Linked DNA regions of Mus musculus: region 1 is linked to region 2. Evidence: chromatin contacts called from public HiChIP or PLAC-seq data. All regions are on one chromosome and are shown on one strand. The core of a region is the stretch at or near the end of the contact, and the rest is flanking DNA. Distances in the headings are between cores, read along the strand shown.

Region 1 (4,770 bases), core at 2,118-4,617, 290 kb after region 2:
TTGAGATTTTTTGTGTCCAAAACCAGTATGTGGTTTATTTTAAAAAGCTTCATATATTATTGTATTTAGGCATGCTAATAAAATTTCTTGTTTGCGTAGAATATTCTATAGCTATTTGTTAGACCCATGTGGTATATGATGTTCTGTTTCTTGATTTATTTGGTTTTGTCTACACAAACTCTCATGTGCAGGGTCTCATATTAGGTGATGTGATCATTATCATAATGACTTCCACAGTTTTAGTTACAATAGCCCTTCTTTGTCTAGGTGTTCTTCAAACTTTCCCCTTTGCTTTGCCCACATTTCTAACTGTCATACAAAAAGGCCAGAACTTCATTTTAAATATTCCAATTTAGGATCCTTCCTATACCTGAGAAATAATGAAGCAAATATGAAAAGCCCTCTGTCACTGTCTTTATAGGCACTGGGTCCTTCCTTTACTTTACTTTCCCTGTTTCTCTTCTTTGTAAATTCATACATTTTCTCATTAGAATTTTTTCTGTGTGGTTGCTTCTTACATAGAAAAATCAAAGAAAATAATGCACCATGAGCTGGACATTGTGTTTTTCACTGGGATCTTAACAACCCAGAGCTAAGGCAGGAGAATTATAAGTTCAATAGCAACTAAGACAGTATAGAAAAATCTTGTCTCTAAAAAACAAAAAGATACTGGTGAATGAAACTGTAGGAAGAATGGAAGGAACAAAAGAAAAGGATAGAAAGAAAAGATTAGAGAAGACAGAGAAGAGGAGAGAAAAGAAGAGGAGAGAGGAAAAGAAAAGAAAGGGAAATGCCCAATCACCCACTATCTGATTCTAGTAGTATTCCATGCAGAGCACCACCTCGAATGGAAAATATGCAAAGGGTCACACAAACCATGACATGATTCTTTAACACATGTATTGGACGTGCAAGTTAATAAATACACTATCCTTTTCTCTGTGAGTCTTGGAATCCCTACCAGTATAGGTTATGAAAACTGTCAAGGATTTCATCTGCCTGGTACCAGAGTTCCTACTGTTTCTGAGTCAACATTATGTTCCAGCTAGTAATAAAACATGGCTTGCCACACCTCTGCACATGGTAGGTGTGATGGTTTGTATATGCTTGGCCCAGGGAGTGGCAATGTTGGGAAGAATTGCCCTGTTGGAATAGGCGTGGCCTTGTGTGCATGGGCTTTAACACCATTGTCCTAGCTGCCTGGAGGTCAATAATCTCATAGCTGCTTCAGATGAAGATGTAGAACTTTCAGCTCTGCCTGCACCAAGCTTGCCTGTATGCTGCCATGCTCCTGCCTTGATGATAAGAGACTGAACCTTGAACCTATCAGCCAGTCCCAATTAAATTTTGTCCTTTATAAGACTTGCCTCGGCCATGGTGCCTGTTCACAGCAGTAAAACCTTAACTAAGACATTAGTTTAGGCTTTGAATTTCTCAAGAAAGTTGTTTTTCATTTGTTAGTTAGTTGGTGGTGTTTCTGCTTTCCAGCAAACCTGGGGAAAGATATCTTGCAACCTGTCAGGTATTTTCACAGAGTAGGTAACTCAACCAATGTGAAATATCCATTTCTTTTTTTTTAATATTTTTATTAGGTATTTTCCTCATTTATATCTCCAATGCTATCCCAAAAGTCCCCCACACCCTCCACCCCCCCCCACTCCCCTAACCACCCACTCCCACCTTTTGGCCCTGGCGTTCCCCTGTACTGGGGCATATAAAGTTTGCAAGTCTAATGGACCTCTTTTTCCAGTGATGGCTGACTAGGCCATCCATTTCAGAGAGGCGTGCTTCACAGGAACCAAAGTATAAAACTCTTGTCTAAATGTAAGCATTTACCCCTAAGTGCATATATACATATACATATACATATACATATATATATATATATATGTTGTAAGGCATCTGTCAACATCCTGGCTACCCAACACTATAAAATGTTCCTATATTAATTAGCTCTGGTCAGAACTCATTCTTCATTCTGACAATCTGGGTGGTTGGTTGGTTGGTTGGTTTGTTTTTTTGTTTTTCAGTTTTCTCTTTGGATGTGTTTGGCAATTGCCTTGGCATTATAACTTAGTATTCACCAGCATTGTATGCTTGTGGCAAGAAGTGAATCTGTAGCCATACTTCTGTGCTGTTGGAAACTAGAGCTTCAATTCCTAGGTAGGAAATTGCCACTTGAGAGCAGGAGTCCTAATCTGTAGTGGCTTTTTACAGATGTTTATTAAAACATTGAATTTCCTTAATGAACAGAAGGCCCAAATACATCTATGAATGAGTGGAATGACATATATACCTTCAAGCAAGAAAAGTAATTTCTGTTCCAGCAGCCACTATTTATCTCTTGTGTCTTAGACTGTGGCTCTGTTATTTTAAATCTGTGGTTTCAATAATGAAACTTTTCAGAATTAACATATGGAACTGCATTTTTGCTAAACTATTTACTTCTCATTTCTTGCTTCCAGGTTTAGTTTAACATGATCCCTCCCTTTAGCTACCATGCTTTGTAGAAATGTGTTCTCTTGCAGAGCCAAGGAAATGTAAAACAAAAATGACACACACACACATGTCCCAAAAGTACCCATCTGTTCATTCACCCTTCTGGAATTTAGGAATTTTTTCATATAGTAGAATTGAGACTTTTCCCCTTTGACGCTTAGATCTGCTAAATCTATGAGAGCACAAGGTGGCTCTAGAAAATCAGATAGTGTTTGTTATTTGCAATGCATTTGGTCCTCTAGGTAACAAGGTGTTATTTTCACTTTAAGAAAAAAGAATGAGCATGGAAATAAGTGCTTGGAGCACATAAACTGGGACCATTTTACAGTGGTGAGTATTGAACACAGAAAATGATGAGTGGCAGCCTGCTAAGATCTCTATTTCACAGGAAAATACCTCAGCTAAATATAGGCAAAGGGAGTCACTGCTCATTAAAGCCATTTTCTGAAATATGTTTCTTTAAGATTACTCTTTAAATGTATTTTTCTATAGTAAAAAGAAAAACAAAAAACTCAGAAACCTCCCAAGAGCCCTGTTTCCCACCTTGCACGACGAGAAAGGTTATAGTGCAGAACATCCTCAGACAGAAGCGGTGCTGAGTGAACATTTCTGATGTAATTGTAGGCCAGGCAGTGAGGCAGCAACCAATGCCATCTTTCTCAAAAGGAAGTTAAAAGACTCCAATTTGTCATCAGGGAAGTGGGTAGGCATATCTATAGCAAGCCCATATTAGCCGTCAACCCATGGCCAGGACATCAAGGTAATGGTAAGGAGGCATAAGCAAATGTTCAAGCACAGGATGACAAGTGTGGATGCAGAGAGCTGGGAATTTGCCAAGTTCCATTGATGCTTTAATGATGAATCAGGTCCTGGTTGAAGCAAATTCATTGTCCAGAAGCAGTATGTAAGAATGCCAGAGAATGGTGGCTGCACTGTTCTTAGGTAATAATTTATTTGATGACATTAGTTTGAAAAGTAATTTGTAAACAGAAGGGTCTCACTGTGTGTCCTGGCTTATCTGGAACTATGTAGAGCAGGGTGCTTGCAAACTCACAAAGATGCACCCATTGTTGTTTTCCTGGTGCTAGAATTAAAAGTTCATACCACTATGCCTAACTATGAATTAATAATTTTTAATAATTATTTCTAAACATTAAACATTGCAAAATGGGTTTGGAGAGATGGCTCAGTGCCTAAGAAAACTTGCTGCTTGAGTGTGAAGATCTGACTTCAAGTCCTTAACACACACACATTGAAACTAGGCATAGCTGTGTATACCTGCAAACTCAATGCATGTGGGACAGAGACAGAAGGATTGCTGAATGCCAAGATAGCTTCTGTCTCAAGGGAGCCTTTCACTCTGGGTGTCCTTCTCCAACTTCTGGTTATCTGTCAACACACACACACACACACACACACACACACATGTAACATGTACAGATACAGAACACACATATAACATATCCAACACACATATCCATTATACATATATTCTGTACATAGATGCCATACTCATTTACCACACATATATGCCACATACATACATTATATACATATACCAGACAGAGAGACTGCATACAACAGAACATATACTATAACGCACACAAACACACACACATATATGTGTGTATATATATATATATATATATGTGTGTGTGTGTGTGTGTGTGTGTGTGTGTGTGTGTGCCAATACATAAAATATATTCAAAATAGACATATAACAAACTTACCACACAGATACATCACTCACACATATATACAAATACCATACAAAACACCATACACATATACCAAACGTATATACTATACACATCTATCACAAATATATGACATGTATGACACACACAGATGTTGCAAATATACTATGCATGCCACGCACATACCAGATACACACATACCACCTGTTTATCTTACATATAAACTACATAGCAATGCAGATAATGTACAGAAAACAAAATAATAACAGCCTAACCCAGTATGTTCACCTGCTGAATGCTCCATCTTTGAATGCAGATTAATATATTTTGTTTTGTTTGGCTGTTGTATTAGCCTTTAAGATTAAATGCTATAGATCTATTATCAATAAATTACTAGACAATAAAAGTTAAAATATATAATAAATTTCAGAAAAAATTTCCCTGAATTGCTGAGAATGCTAGAGAGCACAAATTACACTTCAGTGACTTCAATAACCAACATGTTCTTTCAGGAGGTTTTTGATTGGCAAGACACCTTTCATAAGATACATTCTAAGTGTACTTCTTCTTGCTA
Region 2 (4,649 bases), core at 1,486-3,985:
ACAATTGCAAAATGAATCAATAGTACCAAGATTGAGAAGTGAATGAGGGAAAAGGTGGCAATTGACTGTGATCTGATTTTTTTTAAAAGAGAGTTCATGAGTATTGGAGAATTAGTTCACTGGAATGGAGACCTAGTAAAGTGTGAAATTCCAGAGTCTCATAAAACAGTGATTGAACTGTAGCAACACTAGGCTATGTCTCTCAAAGAATACAAAGAACAGATTCCCATGCTCAATTATGTAATAAAGCTTAAGAGTTACAAAGCCACAGCCCAGCAAAGCATAAAGCAGCAAGATCCAGATTCGAACAGTGGAAAAGCATTAGCTTCTGTGAAAAAGCAAGAACTAGCAGGACCTTAAGTAATGAGGAAAGAAAAGACTCAGAGGGGAGCTGAGAGAAACAGAGAGAACTACATGTGTCTAGTCAAGGCCATGGACATTTATTAGATCAACCATGGCATGGGAAGGAGCTGTCTTTGTGTTGTGATCAATAATTGGCCAAGTCACATAAGAGGTGTCCTGGACTAGTAATGCCAAATGCCTCACACTTAGATGACTCAAGTAACAAAATTTTAATTTTTTCCCAGTTCTGAATGCTGGGAAGTATAGTATCAGGGTATGGGATGGTTCTTCTTGATGCAAAGTCTCCTTTCCTCTTTTGAAGAAAACTTATCTTTTCTAGGCCTGCATGTGGTCTTCCTTGTGAGAGTATATAGATGGGGAAAACAGGGTTGGAAACTGATTATTGGTCTTGTTTAAAGGATACTGGTTCTACTGGATTATGAGCAACATCATAACCTCATTCAGTTTTAATATTCCTTAAAATTCCTATATCCAAGTATAATTAAAACATAATTAACTCTTCAACATGGAACTTTGGGTGGCAGGCATAATTCAATTCATATTATGGAATAAAGAAATTAATGACTGTCCTAATAGAAGTAATAAAAGTGAGAAAGGAAAGAATTTTTTTACTGTGAAAATTTTACAATTAAAAAAAATGGTTATGTAGACATTTGACATTGTTTGGGGTGAGTAACAGGGAAAGGTTGAAAAACTGACAGATAATTGTGGGAAATTCCAGAGGTGAAAAGATGGAGAGTGAGATAGAAAGATGAGAAGGGACCTAGTGTGTAAGTAGAGATCAGGTTTGGGGAAAGGGAGCAATGGTGGAGTCAGGAGGACAATGGGAGATAGTTACTATAGGTCTTGTTTATAGTTTATCTGGGAAATGAATAGATTTAATTCCAGTAGCATTTGTCTCCTTAAAACTGAAACATAATCAATAAGGCATCAAACTAACTATGTTTTGTGGGATGACAGCCATAGATTCCATGAAGTGGATGTGTTACCATAATGAATGTAGCAACAAATTAACTGGACCTTGAATCCAATATAATCTTTGTAGGCTAAACATTCCAAATGGACTTCTTATAAACCTATGACAGAAAATTATGCAGAAACATGTTCCCATTTCCACCACTTTGGGGACAATTGATTGTAAAGATGTGAATCTAAACAGTGTTGCTAACCTCATTATAAACCTCAGAAATTACTCACATTTGAATAGACAGAACAATCTCTGCTACTTTCTCATCCCAAAGAATGGTGAAATTGGCAAATAACCAGTCAATCTACAGGAGGAATTTCTATAATAACTCTGCCATACATGGATGGAAAAATATCTCAGCAGCACAGTTCATGAAGGAGATATGAACTGTCTTAATAGATAAAGGAATGTGACTTTAAAACCACAGACAGGAGTCTCTGCAGAAACATTATAGCTTAATACTCCCAACATACTTGGGAAGCTATGACCTCCCTTTAGTACACACCAGAGAAAGAACAGGACAGGTTAAATATACCCAAGGAGGAACACGAACTGTTCAGTATACCTAAGGAGAAGCAGGAAGACTTCAACACCTCTGAGAAGGAACAAAGCAACAGTAACAACAAAACAAAACACCCAGCTTCAGGTAAAATAAAAAGCAAGTGTATACAAAGCAAGCAAAGATGTCAGTGGCCATTTAAGGACTTTAACTCAAGCAAAAGATTTCATCCACATGGTACTGATGTGATAGAGTTAATGTTACAGAGCAGGGTTTGAACTAGATGACTTCAAAGTCATCCCCATCAGCAGGTAGAACTGATTAGGGTAGAAGACTTCCATATTTAAGGTATGGTAGTTTTACAGAGAAAAGTGTATGTAGGATTATGAGGCTGAACAGGCTAGGTCAAGAGTACCTTGCTCATGTGAGTTGTGCTAAATAGGCCTTACAGCAACTCAGTGAAGTTTGCACTAAATTGAGCTCTTTGCCCTTTGAGCTCAATGATGAGAAAGTGTATTTCAATAACCATGTGGCATCAAAATGACCTCAATATCTACATAGTCTTTGTGTCATGCAGTTTGGGCAAATGGCCACATTTTTGTGGTTTACTTTTCTCCTGCAAATGTTAATGTTTTGTGCAGCAGAGAATGTGGTTAGGCTTCTGGGTCCTGATCTGAACAGAGAGACCTATAGTTGAGTGAACTTATCTCACCTTGCTCAGTGGAGTAGACAAGGAGCATCAGTAACCTATCCACCCAACAGGAGCAAACACAGTAAAGAGAAGTTGTAGGATTGGAGGTCTGGCCCCAAGCTTAAGCCTTGGCTAAGCAGAGATAACATGTGTCACTGCTTTCTGCCAAGGTCCATCCCAACCACTTTAGTTCACTGTGTAAGGCTAAGTATACAAGAATCACAACAAAAGCAACTGCAGCCTACTGGGCTATGCTCAGGGATGCCTGTTGGGGTACTCTTATAACCACAGTTGCTTCTAACAGGATCTCACTCATCTACTGTAACTCTACACAATGTGTATAGCCAACAGGGAGCCTGTAGCCACCTTAGCTCTGTAGGAGGAGGAACATGAGGTAGAGCAGGATCACAGCTCTAGCAACAGAGACAGTCTGCATGTTCCCCCCTCAGGAATGGGACAAACAGAGCCTATGCTGTAATTTCTATGAGTCTGCAAAATCAACATCTAAATCAATGAGTACTTAAATGTAGGTACCAAGCACATCTGCTTGCCATAAAAACAATAGATATAAAAAGCAACCTCATGTTTGGCCACTGTGCGATTTCTTGGATCTCACTGAGGTTTGCTTGATGGTAGGCAGGAAGGGCAGGTTAACCTGCTGCTTCTTCCCATAAAGCCTGGGTCTGGGACTTGTTACAGGACAAGTGGGACACTTTCTTCTTTAGTAACATTTTCTTAACTCATGGTTAGCATCCTGTAGTTCTTTTGCATGAGCTTTCTGGTCACAAATAGAGGGCAGATGGCATGCCCCTGTTTCAATGGGCTCAAAGGGGCTTTTTCTAGTTCAATTTCACTCAAATGTGCCCCCACGTCAGAAGATGGAAGGTAATTTGCTGAGTTTCTATGGTGTTCTGTGGCTGTACAGGGAAAGTCTGGAATTCTGTGGAGCAACCCATTGAGGGGTTTTTCTCTTGATCTCCACATATGATCTTTCTGGAAGGAACTGATATTTCAGACCCACTGCCTTTCAGGGACAAGAAATACTGTCCTCTTGGAATAAGTCTATGAGATGTTAGGGTTGCATTGGAAGCAATCTACATGGGCACTTGTCCACAGCTACAAAGTGGAAGCTAAGATTAGTCTTCAAGCCAGAGCTAGGCTTCCTTGGAGGAGCCTCTGAACCACTGTCTGCTTTGTTTGCCAGTCCTATGACATTTTTTAGCACAGATTAAGCAAGCATTTTCTCCCTTCTTTATCAGTTCTGTTTTCAGTAAAAGATGGTAAAGAGAGGACAATCAGTTTGCTGATAGGAAAGCCAGGCTGTTAGGGTCATTGAGAATTACACAGGGTTGTGATAGCAGAGCCTGCTAAGAAGGCTCAAATCAGGACAGATAACAGCTCAAGTCATTCAGCACAATGTCAGAAGCTCAAAGAAATGTCAAGATACATAGTCCTTGCAGAAGCCCACTTTAACCTACAGAGGAGAACAGCTAGGAGACAGGGTTCCTCACAGTGGACACAGGCTGAAGGACTGCTGATAACAGGCTTGTCACATAAGAGCAGGGAGGGTCATTTAGTCTAGGCCTCAGCCTTAGTTCTGATTTTATCACTAAGCAAGCTGATTTATTTAGTTTCTGAGATACAGAGAGCAGATTGAGAGAATATGTCAATAATTTTCCAAGTCCTAGGCAATCTTGTGAATAATAAAATAAATTGTACTTCTTAGAATTTCTATTTAGCTAAATGTAAACATTTAAAATATGCTGCATGCTTTATAATCGCCCAGTAATGTATCTTTATGTTTTAATATACCCAGAGTCATAACAAAGTGCACTGACTGGTCCTTCCTCTTATTCCTCCACTCAAAACTGAGTAAAAAGCAACCAGGGCTCAGAAAGATGCTTTAGTTTTAGACTCTAAAGTGACTATCAACTTAGAACAGAGCTGACATATCCTGAAAGAACATTAGGAGACCTCTAAAAATGTGTGCTCTAAACCCAGCTCACCCATACTACCCACAGTCTAGCTAGGTGATACCATTATGTTTCTTGAAGTCTCCATTGTCTCTGCTATGTCAGAGTTAAATTATCTGGGAAATCTCTTATCATAGGATTCATTGCTAGGAGGCT

Evidence for each region. HiChIP or PLAC-seq counts read pairs in DNA pulled down with a chosen protein or histone mark.
Region 1: a contact with region 2 is called in a FOXA1 HiChIP or PLAC-seq map of pancreatic cancer cells. The contact joins two enhancer-like sites. A contact is called at or near these places in 1 of 484 Hi-C or Micro-C datasets (the AML12 cell line) and 1 of 115 datasets of contacts at active chromatin or transcription factors (pancreatic cancer cells).

The regions. Positions count from the first base shown.
Region 1 is chr13:16,743,319-16,748,088 of GRCm38.p6, forward strand. No RefSeq gene overlaps it. Among named protein-coding and RNA genes, the nearest start is that of Gm25020, 460 kb to the right of the region's middle. Within about 2 kb of position 3,368, at least 5 of the 459 cell types and tissues checked have an H3K27ac peak or open chromatin away from gene starts, as enhancers often do. A contact at or near this core is called in pancreatic cancer cells, where this site is marked.
Region 2 is chr13:16,451,011-16,455,659 of GRCm38.p6, forward strand. No RefSeq gene overlaps it. Among named protein-coding and RNA genes, the nearest start is that of Gm31711, 190 kb to the left of the region's middle. Within about 2 kb of position 2,736, at least 8 of the 459 cell types and tissues checked have an H3K27ac peak or open chromatin away from gene starts, as enhancers often do. A contact at or near this core is called in pancreatic cancer cells, where this site is marked.